Regions from separate parts of the Mus musculus genome. Here region 2 is linked to region 1. Evidence: chromatin contacts called from public promoter capture Hi-C data. All regions are on one chromosome and are shown on one strand. The core of a region is the stretch at or near the end of the contact, and the rest is flanking DNA. Distances in the headings are between cores, read along the strand shown. Region 1 holds the start of Dhrs7b (dehydrogenase/reductase (SDR family) member 7B). Region 2 holds the start of Slc47a2 (solute carrier family 47, member 2).

The links. Promoter capture Hi-C pulls out the DNA fragments that hold promoters and counts their contacts.
Region 2: a contact with region 1 is called in a promoter capture Hi-C map of embryonic stem cells, with 2.3 times the contacts expected there. The contact joins the promoter of Slc47a2 here to the promoter of Dhrs7b in region 1.

What each region holds. Positions count from the first base shown.
Region 1 is chr11:60,828,465-60,833,729 of GRCm38.p6, forward strand. It overlaps Dhrs7b (dehydrogenase/reductase (SDR family) member 7B), which reads left to right and starts at 2,167. Exons shown (of 7, transcript NM_145428.2): 1 at 2,167-2,267. The coding sequence starts at 2,248.
Region 2 is chr11:61,340,781-61,346,045 of GRCm38.p6, forward strand. Slc47a2 (solute carrier family 47, member 2) reads right to left here and starts at 2,080. Exons shown (of 17, transcript NM_001033542.2): 1 at 1,837-2,080; 2 at 1,659-1,760. The coding sequence starts at 1,998. It overlaps Slc47a1 (solute carrier family 47, member 1), which reads right to left. Exons shown (of 17, transcript NM_026183.5): 17 at 2,620-3,748. The coding sequence ends at 3,522.

The sequences.
Region 1 (5,265 bases), core at 917-3,416:
AACCTCTTCTAGAGATTCTGGGAACTTGGCACACAATTAGTACATAAACATATATGTAGGTGAGGCAGCCATACATATAAAGATTTTAAAAGAAAAAGGTTGACCTGGAGACAGCTCAGTGGTTAAGAGCAGTGGCTGTTCTTCCAGAGGTCTTGAGGTCAATTCCGAGCAACCACATGGTGGCTCACAACCATCTGTAATGGGGATCTGATGCCCTCTTCTGGTGTGTCTGAAGAGAAGGACAGTGTACTCACATACATAAAATAAATAAATCTTTTTTAAAAATTGTACAAAATTCTCAAAGGACTAATAAAAATATAAAAAATGTTAAAAAAGAAAAAAGTTCAGTTTCTTATTAAAAACATATGCTTTTCAATTTTCATTCTTGTGCTACGGATAAAACTGAGTGCATTGCATATGCTTACAAGTACTCTAACATTGTGCTATATATTCTAGCCCAAAGCTAGTGCTTTTTGACAGAAACCTGGACTTCTAAGTACCTTAAGAGTCTGAATCCTATTTCCATTTTCCATTTAAGCTGGCTTCCTTGGACAATACTTTGGCAGGATAATCTTATGCCTTTTTGCTATTGGCAGATGGATGTGGAAGTCTGTAAATTCCACTTGTCCTTCACTGACACCTAGAGGAACTCTTTGTTACTATTTGGTACAAATGGAAGTCCAGACTTCTAATAAGTCTCCATTGACACTGGGAGGGGAAAGAGTGTTTAGTTATTGCTCTCTGCATGGCCTCTTTTCACACGTGGGAAGTGGTCTTGTCAGTGAGGGATGGAATTCCGACTCAACTCTCTACTTGGCTTCAGCTTACACAGAGAAGGGTGTGTGTCTGTGTGACTCCTTACACTTAAGTGGGGGTGGAAAGAGGAGGCTAGAGAGAATGGAGGAGAGTATGCCCAAAGTACATTATAAACTTGCATGAAATATCTTTATGCAAGCTCCTCTCATCTACAATAAACAGTCAATAATGAACATACAATAAATTTGCTGAGCAATAGTGGCTCATGCCCTTAATCCCATCACTCAGAAGGCAGAGGCAGGCAGATCTCTGAGGCCAGCCTGGTCTACAGGGTAAATTCCAGGACAACTGGGACTACACAGAGAGACCCTGTCTTGAAAAACTAAGATAATAATTTTTTCTGCAAACTTTGTATCTTTTGAAATAAAATTTATTTCCAGCTATATGTATTACAAATTGTATTGCTTATACACTCTCTTGTGTTGTTGACGTTGTTGTTATAATTATTATCTTGAGACAAGGTCTCTCTCTGTAGTCCTGGGTGTCCTGAAACTCGCGATGTAGACCAGGCTAGTCTTGAACTCACAGCACTTGGAAGGCAGAGGCTGGCAGATCTCTGTGAGTTCGAGGTCAGCCTGGTGTAAAGAACGAGTTCCAAGACAGCCAAGGCTACATAAAGAAAGCACTGGTCTCAAAAACCCAAAAAGAGGCGGGGTGAGGGGGAGAAAGAAAGAAAGAAAAAGAATAAAGAAAGTTCCTAGACTTAGCACTATTAATAGTATTAATATTACATGTAATAGTGACATATATGTATGTATATATATGTATATATGTACACATATGTATTTATGTATATATGTATGTATGTATATAATGTATGTATGTAATATATATATATACATATATATATATATATATATATATATATATATATATATATAATAGTAATACTAGAATAGTACGTTCCTAGTTGTGTTAAATGTGGCTCCTTGTTGGAAGGAAAAGTGACTACTTATGTGTAGGTCTGTTTCTAACCTCCTTAAAAAACAAAAACAAAAACCGAGCCCCCTCTCCCCATCTTTGTAACAACATCACATCGCCGTTTATAATAATCTTGGCAACTGTAGCATTTATTTTTGCTTTTTGAAGCAGTGTCATGCAGCCTAGCCCAAAGGGGACCTTGTATTCCTGAGCTGCCTCCCTTCATTTCTCAAGTACTCGGATAACAGCCATATGCCATCAAACTCAGCTTTGCAGAGCAAGTTCAGTTTTTTCTGAAAACCGATGGAACCCAAACCACTACTTAGAATTTTCCTCCGGAAGATTTACGGTATAGGACTTAAGCAGACTGACGTCATTTAGACCGCAAAGGCTAAACTCTACCTCTGTTGGGCGCATCTTCAGAGCGCATGTGCTTCCCGAGTATTGTGATTGGACGGAACCAAGCTGCATTTCGTCAATTCCGAGGCGGGAGCATGAAGTTGATTGACCATGATCTCTCCGTCCTTTAGGTAAAGGCTAGGGATGTTGCAACCTCTTGGTGAGTGGAAATGAGGACGGTGTCCTGTCTAAAGCGGAGGCGCGGGGTACATCTGCTTTAAGTGACTGAGTGAGGCTGAGCACGTTCTGGGGAGGCTGTGGATCCTGATAGCTTCCGGTTCCCCGCGGCGCCCCACAGTGAAGGAAGCAGGGTTCAGGCACTCCGCCCCGGCACGCTCATCGCGGAGATCACCTGGTCTCTGTGTGTGCGTTTCAGGGTCTGGAGCCTAGAGCGCGCAAGGTCGCGTGTGCATAGCTACTGTGGCATGACCCCAGTGGCACTCCTGCCCGGGGATGGTTAGGAGATCTGGGTTTTCGGAAAGGGCGAGCAAGATTCTGACTTTGGAACATCCATGAGAACAGCTTTCTTAGATTAGACACTTCCAACCCTAACTGTGCCGGTTAGCAGGTGCAACTGTGGGTGGATGCCTTAAACATTCAGCGACCGTTTCTTCAGTTAAAACTTTAGAAATATGGCAGTAGTGAAGAGTAAATAAGTTTTTGCTTGCAAGGGCTTAGCTAGTGGCTACATGTACTCAACACATGGTACTCATACATTACTCTCAGTTCATTAGCCTTTAGTATAGTGATTTGAGAGTTAATACATACGCCTTTCCACACAAACACTTGCACTAGCTCTCAGGTGGGTATTTACTTTTGTTATTTTTCCTTTTTATGCGATATTTTATTAAATGTCTTTACAGGACAACAGCCAGCCTCCAGACACAGCTGCTAAGACCCTGTAGGCACTGACTGGGACATGTTAGTTGGCTCTGGCTTCCCACCTTTTTGTTCTGAGATGGTGGTGGTGGGCAGGATCTCATGTTTGGGATCCAGGATGCTCACATGGTCAAGCAGAGGGTTGAAGGGCTGACCTTAACACTTGGGTGCCAGGGCAGCATGATCTTTAGTGCCCAGCACATCCTGTCTGAGCAATACACAGTGCAGGCAATGTCAATACAGTAACTAAAAGAGTCTCCACTGTGCATATCCACAGCCTTCATTGGCCCTCTGTCCTTAGAGCTTCCCATAACCCACAGCCTTGGAAGCCCTTGGCCCCACTGTAGCTGTCTTTAGATACACCAGAAGAGGGCATCAGATCACATTACGGATGGTTGTGAGCCACCATGTGGTTGCTGGGAATTGAACTCAGGACCTTCGGAAGAGCAGTCAGTGCTCTTAACTAATGAGACATCTCTCCAGCCCCGTACTTACTACTTTTAGTGGAATTGCCTGTAAAGACTTTTCAGTCTTGTAACCCTGTAGGGGTAGTGGAAAGCTTTAGAGAAGTAGCAGGTGGCAAGGGACCCCTTAGTGATAAGGTTTGAATTAGGCATCAAGACCTACTTGTTTTAGAAGTGCAGGAAGGGAAACTAACTGGAGTACCCACCACTATCTGTCTATTGTAGATACCCACTTTCCTCATCACAGCAGAGTATGAAGTCAGTAGTAGTATCTCTACATTTCGGAAGAGTCCTGGAAGCTTAGCTGCAGCAAATTAATGAGGGGAGGCAGGCTTTTAGATACATTCCTCTATGCAAAAGCCATGCTCATCCAGGGAACCAAGATTGCCTTTGAGTTGGTCATTGTAAGAGAAATTATTGAAAGATTGTTACAAGTCCTGTGCACCCGCTTAGTATGGAGGCCCAGGTTCCTCCTCAAACCCTAGTGCCAGGCACTTGGGGGGGATGCTGGTAGTTGCAATTACTCCCCAGGCAGGAGGTCACAAGGTCAGGAGCTGGAGGCCAGACCCAGGTAGACTTACTTTTTTTTGGAAGATACAAAATGTCTATTCACTCTAGCTAGAGAGCAAGTTCATCCAAGTCTAGCTTGGTAAATGGGTGAGTTTATTAAGGTGACTGGGTGAGGAATTACATAGAAGAAACGTAATTCAAAGGCGTCTGCATCCCTGAAATGCCCGTCTCAGAATGGGAGCTACATTATTGGTTTCTGTTCACCTTGCAGGCAGCTCCACCACTGAACAGCCTTCTCTGTCAGCAATCATTTGCTCTCTGACCTCTCCTCAGCATGGTGTTTATTCATACAGCTGTCAGGACCGGCAGGCCTTGTTGAGTCTTGAAAGTTTTACGAACTTTCAGACTTAGAAATTTCTTATTTTATGAGCCGGGTGACCCTTCCTTGCTTGTTTAATTTTTCCTTTCCAACATTAAGAGTTCGTTTGGGATCATTTATTTTTATTCTAGTACATGGATTAGCAGGTTAAGTAGACTTTTCCTTATAGAGAACAGACTGTGAGAAACTACTTGCTATAGTGGAAAGAATCTTTGCTCAGTTTTTTGTTTTTTTTTGTTTTTTTTTTGTTTTTTTTCCCTGAGGGGGCTGGAGAGATGGCTCAGTGATTAAGGACACTGACTGCTCCTCCAGAGGACCCAGGTTCAAATTTTAGCACATAAATTTTGGCAGCACATAAGGATACCCCTAAGATCTCACACTCTCACATAGATATACATGTAGGCAAAATAAATGCACATAAAATAACGGTGAAAAGAAAAATTCTTTTCTGAGTTACATATTGATTAGGGATTTGGTAAGAATAGCAAAATAAAGTTACTATGTTCTAGTAACACATGTGTTACTAAGAGGAAAATGTACCAGCCTGGTCTACAAAGTGAGTTCCAGGACAGCCTGGGCTACACAGAGAAACCCTGTCTCGAAAAAACAAAACAAACAAAAAAAAAAAAAAAGAGGAAAATGTAGCTTAGTCCTATTTTCTTTTTCCCTCCCTGTTTCACAGTGTCATTATGGAGTCTAGGCTGGCATCAAACTCATCCCTCAGCTTTAGCCTTCACAGTGCTGGAACTGCAGGTGTGCACTGCTGTGACTGACAACTTTTGTTTTGTTTTTTTCCCAAGATAGGGTTTCTGTAGACCAGGCTGGTCTTGAACTCAGAGATCTCTGCCTCCCGTTTGTTGGGATTAAAGGCATGCACTGCTACCACCCAGCCGACAA
Region 2 (5,265 bases), core at 830-3,329, 510 kb after region 1:
AAAAGTTATTTTTCTAAACAGAGTTTCTCTGTGTAGCTTTGACTGTCCTGGAACTTGCTCTGTAGACCAGGCTGGCCTTGAACTCAGAGACCTGCCTGCCTGCCTCCCTCCAAGGGTTGGAACTAAAGGTGTATACCACCCCTGCCCTACTTTGACACATGAGAGTGTCTTTGTTCTGTTATTTGTTTGTTTGTTTGTTTGGTTGGTTGTTGTTATTGTTGTAACTAACTGCCTTTGGTTGGCTTAGAATACCAGTCATCCTCTATAGCCCAGGTTTGTTCAAGCTTCTACCAGACTGAGCACAGTCAGAGCTCTCTCTCTCTCTCTCTCTCTCTCTCTCTCTCTCTCTCTCTCACCAGGAACAGCATTACAACAAAAGATGAGACAAAAATGACTAGGCCCGTAATTCCAATGGAGGCAAGAATATTGAAACTTCAAGGCCAGCCTGGACTACTGAGCATGACCCTGTTTCAAAAACAAAATGTATAAAACTTAACATATCTAACCACTGGGCCACTACCTTCCCAACAATTAGTTACAAGGTAACATTCACTAAAAGCAACATATCTCCTTGACTCATTTATGAAGGGCTGACAGTGGCTCTCACTGTCCTGCCCTTATCTGCAGAAAGCCCTGTCTGTAGAACACACTGGTGCTCCCACGGACCACCGCCAAGCCTCCTGTCTCACTGTGGGTCGCATTTATTCCTGTTGTTTTTACATCGAAACTCTAGAGACATAACAGGAAAAGGAAAGGAAATTGCCAGACAACAACAACAGAGAAAGAGGAGAGAGAGAGAGAGAGAGAGAGAGAGAGAGAGAGAGAGAGAGAGAGAGAAAACTATAATTCTGACAGTACAGTTATAGATCCATACATAAACTGAGACACACACACACAGAGAGAGAGAGAGAGAGAAAACTAAAACTATAATTCTGACAGTACAGTTATAGATCCATACATAAACTGAGACACACACACACACAGAGAGAGAGAGAGAGAGAGAGAGAGAGAGAGAGAGAGAGAGAGAGAGAGAGCGAGCGCCAGGTCTCTCTCCTCCATTATACTGAAAGAGAAACTGCGGACCTCCACTATTGCACAGGGCATTCCAACATCCTAGCGGGCAGAAGGGACACTTTCGGAAATAGGGGAGGACCCAGTCGCCATCACCTCCCTTGGAGGAAGAGTTTCTCTCCTGTCTGAAAGTGAGGATCAAATGCAAGCGAGCTGCTTTCCACTACCTTGCTAGCAGATGGAGAGAGGCTTCTAAGGACGCGGGATTGCAAGCCATGAGGAAGAAAGACACTTTACATGCAATCTTAATGAACCGTGTAACTAATAGCTTTGGTGGTTTGGTTTCAGAAGTGGGGACACAAAGTTCATTTAGGGTAGCTGTGCACCATGTGGTCTGCTTGGGACACTCCTTTCATGTCCCCCCAGGACGCAGTGCCTGGGGGTTGGGAGGGGGTGAAGCGGGGATTTACTCTGAACTCGCTCTCTTCCCAAATCTGAAGATCATAGTAGCACGGTGGGTCAGACCCAGACCCTGCAGTTCTAATTCGGATTCTTGGCACTGAGGCCATTTCCAGCGCTATACAAATAAAAACACATTAAAGCTTTCCGGCTTTACCACATCATCAGCTGAAACAGTTAGCACCTACGGAAACAGCGAGTGTCACGGCGTCCAACTCGACTTTGCCCAGGTGTCCGCAGAAGATGGAACTGACGATGCTGATGAGAAAGATCATCAGCTGCGCCAGGAACTGCAAGGAGCAGAGAGGCGGTCACTCTCGGGCCGCCTGAGGTCGCCCCGCGCCCGCAGCTCGGGGTCCAACTCACCACCGGGCCCGCGAGCGCCACTAGCGCGGCCGCCTCCCGTCTCACGTCGGGGGACAGCGCTCCTCGAAGGCCCAGCAGGATCCTCAGACTGCGCCCCCGTGGGACGCGGACCAGCTCCGGGGGCTGGATGGTGGCTCCCAGGCTGTCCTCGGCCGGCTCCATGGCACAGGCTCAGATAGTGGCGCGATCCACACGTGGAGCCGTGAGTCGAGTAGCCACTGCGAAGTGCAGGGAGCCGGGCGGGAACCGCCCCACGCGCCACCCCGCCCCGGGCGCCGCGTCCAAATCCAACCGTCGCCGAGCGCAGCGCGCGGCACAAGCCTCGGCCTGGGTGCTTATAGACACAACAAGAATTAAGCTGAGGGATGGTTTAGGTGGTCCCATCCAAACGCCACTGTGTAGCTGCTGGTGTAGCTCAATGAGGAATGCCTGCCTGTAGCAGACTCCAACCCCAGCCCCAACCACCAAAAGAAAAAATAAATTGAGCCGTTTTACACTCATAGTGACTGACGTTTCTAATTGTGTTCATTTTCTGTACTTTGGAAGTTTGCTGAATTATCCGTGTGTACTTAATCAACCCTTCAGAGGCTGGAAGAATTGGGCTTCGACTTTGTTCAAGCTTTGTCCAATGGCCACCACCAGGGGGATTGTCACTCTGGGTCTTCATCGCTTTACAGCTCCAGAGACCTCCCGTTGCCTGCACCCCTCTCCCAGGGGAATCTGAGCTTCCTCTGATGATTTATAAACGCTGTTTGCTCACGGAATAATAATCTACAGCCCAGAGACATATCATAAAATGTATTTAATAGAAGTCACACAGCAAGAATATAGAAGCAGTTCAGATATAGTTTTGTAGCATAGAAAACAATAGGCAGAAGAAATAGGAATTCCAGCCCGGAATGAAGACAGTAGACAGCAGTGCATGTTTGACAGTGGCAGATGAATTAATACTCCCCCATAGTCTCCCCCACATTGCACTATATGGTGTTTACCTTATTTATTAGAGAAACAAAATTTTTGAATTCTCAGTTCATAATTCCCATGGGCACAGTTGAATTCTGTTAACTATAATGACTGGCTCTGAATTGTCTCTATGTTCAAAACTGCACGTGGGCCCAGACTTAAACAGTGATTCACTTTCCAGGGGCTCAACTTTAACATTGATGCAAAAGTGACACGCATTCAGAAGAGACTGTTTTTGAACGGGGAGCTTTTCCTGGGTTCACAATGTGTGACACTATCCTTTGGAAACATGGGGACAGTGGCAGTGAGCTAGAGTCTCCAGGTGACTCCCTGCAATCCCAGGGGTGCAAAATCAACATTCCGGTTGGTACAATGTTTCGAATACTGGTATTTGGTAGGTAAGTATATTGCAGGCATTGTCCACTCCAGAGCATCTCCTCTGCCTCTGTCTCATCTATGTCTCTTTGTCTTTCTGTTTATATCTCTTGGGGGGGTGTCTCCCTCTCTCTGTCTCTCTCAAACACACACCCAAAGAGAGACACATACAGAGAGAGAGAGAGAGAGAGAGAGAGAGAACTTATGTTAGAGGGCCCAGAACATGCTGAACATATTGCTGTCTGCAGTATCCCCAGCCCTGATGTTTCAATGTGGGGTGGATTTGTTCAGCATTAACTTCACAGACTGAGGAGCACCCAAGTTGCTGGATTGATGGCATTCCCACATTATTCAATTCTGATATAGACTCTCACTAAAATCCCACCCACCAAGACTAAGACTACCCCTAGGAGCAGGAGTCCTCTCCGTAAGGCCAACTGTTTCCCAGACAGTTTATTGCTGTCCTTTGGACGGATAGGCAAAGCTTGTTGCTGGTTCATCGGCTGGTCCAACTGAGTCTCGTCTTTTTTTTCAAGATCCGTCATCATAATTTCTCCATGGCTCTCAGGACACACTGTGGGGAAAAGGGGTCTTAGTGAGTAGCTTGAAAGGATTCTTACTTTCATATGTACAGATGGTGGTGGTTATTATTTGTGATTGTTGCTAGGAGAAAGTTAATTCAAGAAAAAAGTTGTTATAAGAAAGAGAGAAAGAAAAGAAAGAAGAAGAAGAAAGAAAGAAAGAAAGAGGAAGACAGACAGACAGACAGACAGAAAGAAGGAAAGAAAGAAAGAAAGAAAGAAAGAAAGAAAGAAAGAAAGAAAGGAAGGAAGGAAGAAAGGAAGAAAGGAAGAAAGACATACAGATAAGAAGATAGGAAGGAAGGAAGCAAGCAAGCAAGCATCTTAGGGCGATGCTGCAGGGGAAGGTCTGCTTTCCCTTTAAATGACCATTAATGTTCCTTCAAGTCGTTTTTATTTGTTTCAGATAAGGCACTGTAGAGAAAAACATAACAAATCCATCAAAATTGCCAAGTCACACCGACCCACTCCTCCACCTGACTTGCAATGAGCTCTGCCCTCTGAAATCTCTTTACACTGACATGGTCTGTCCAGAAGTTCCCGTCCACCATTAGGTTCATACAAGACAAGACTTGTACATGCTCAGAAGTGTCCTCTGCTTGACCTAAGTCTATCCCATAGGACCTTGCTAGGTCTCTCCCATACAAATAGGCAGAAGTGACTCCAATATTATCTTTTTACTTTCATTGCTCCAGGAGATACTCACAGGGGACAAAGAGAGGCACATTTGTGTTTCGTTTTGTAGTAAGAAATAGGGGTATTTTACAGTTTACAAGAGCACATTTGTATCTCATTCTATGGAAGGAACCCACGAGCACACGCTATAAACGGCTTACAAGTTTGCACTGCTAACAGTTTGTTTGTTCGGAGTAAACTTTCAATCTAAATACCATCCAAATGGGCTCGGGAGAAATGCACTTCTCAGTCACCTTGGCCAGCCCTGCCCTGCATCTCAGAGACAAGGCCAAGCACTTAGCCTATGTATATATGCTAGTAAGAGAAAGAGGAGGTAGGCAGCTCTCCCTCAGGCTTCCCAGATTTCCAGCGTGCTGGATAGAGCATAATTTAAAGATAAAATTCCTGATTCTGTTTATTGTGGCAGATGGAAAAATTAAATTCCATGCCCAGAGCTGCTGAGGGCACTGCTTACAGGACATCCTCTGCCTTCATCTCTGGGTTATGCTTACTGGTTTTGTATTTAGTCAAGAAATGGCTCCGGAGCCATCCAAGTAGGAGTGAAGGCCTTTTAGAGACACTTGTGGTCTTTCCTTCAGCAGTCGGACTATTAAACAATGGTTCCCAAGAAACTGGTCATTTCCCAGAAAATGTCATGCTGAGAGAGGAGAAAGCCTGTCTCCTGGGACCAGCCAGAGAGGAGCTTGTCTCCCACAAAGAGATTTCACAGTTCTGACAAATGCTCAGGCAAGCTTGAAGGAAACTCTATCAATGATAGGTGGCTGATGGGCAGGGCCACATGTTGACCAGGGCTGCGTGCACACCTAAGCATTCC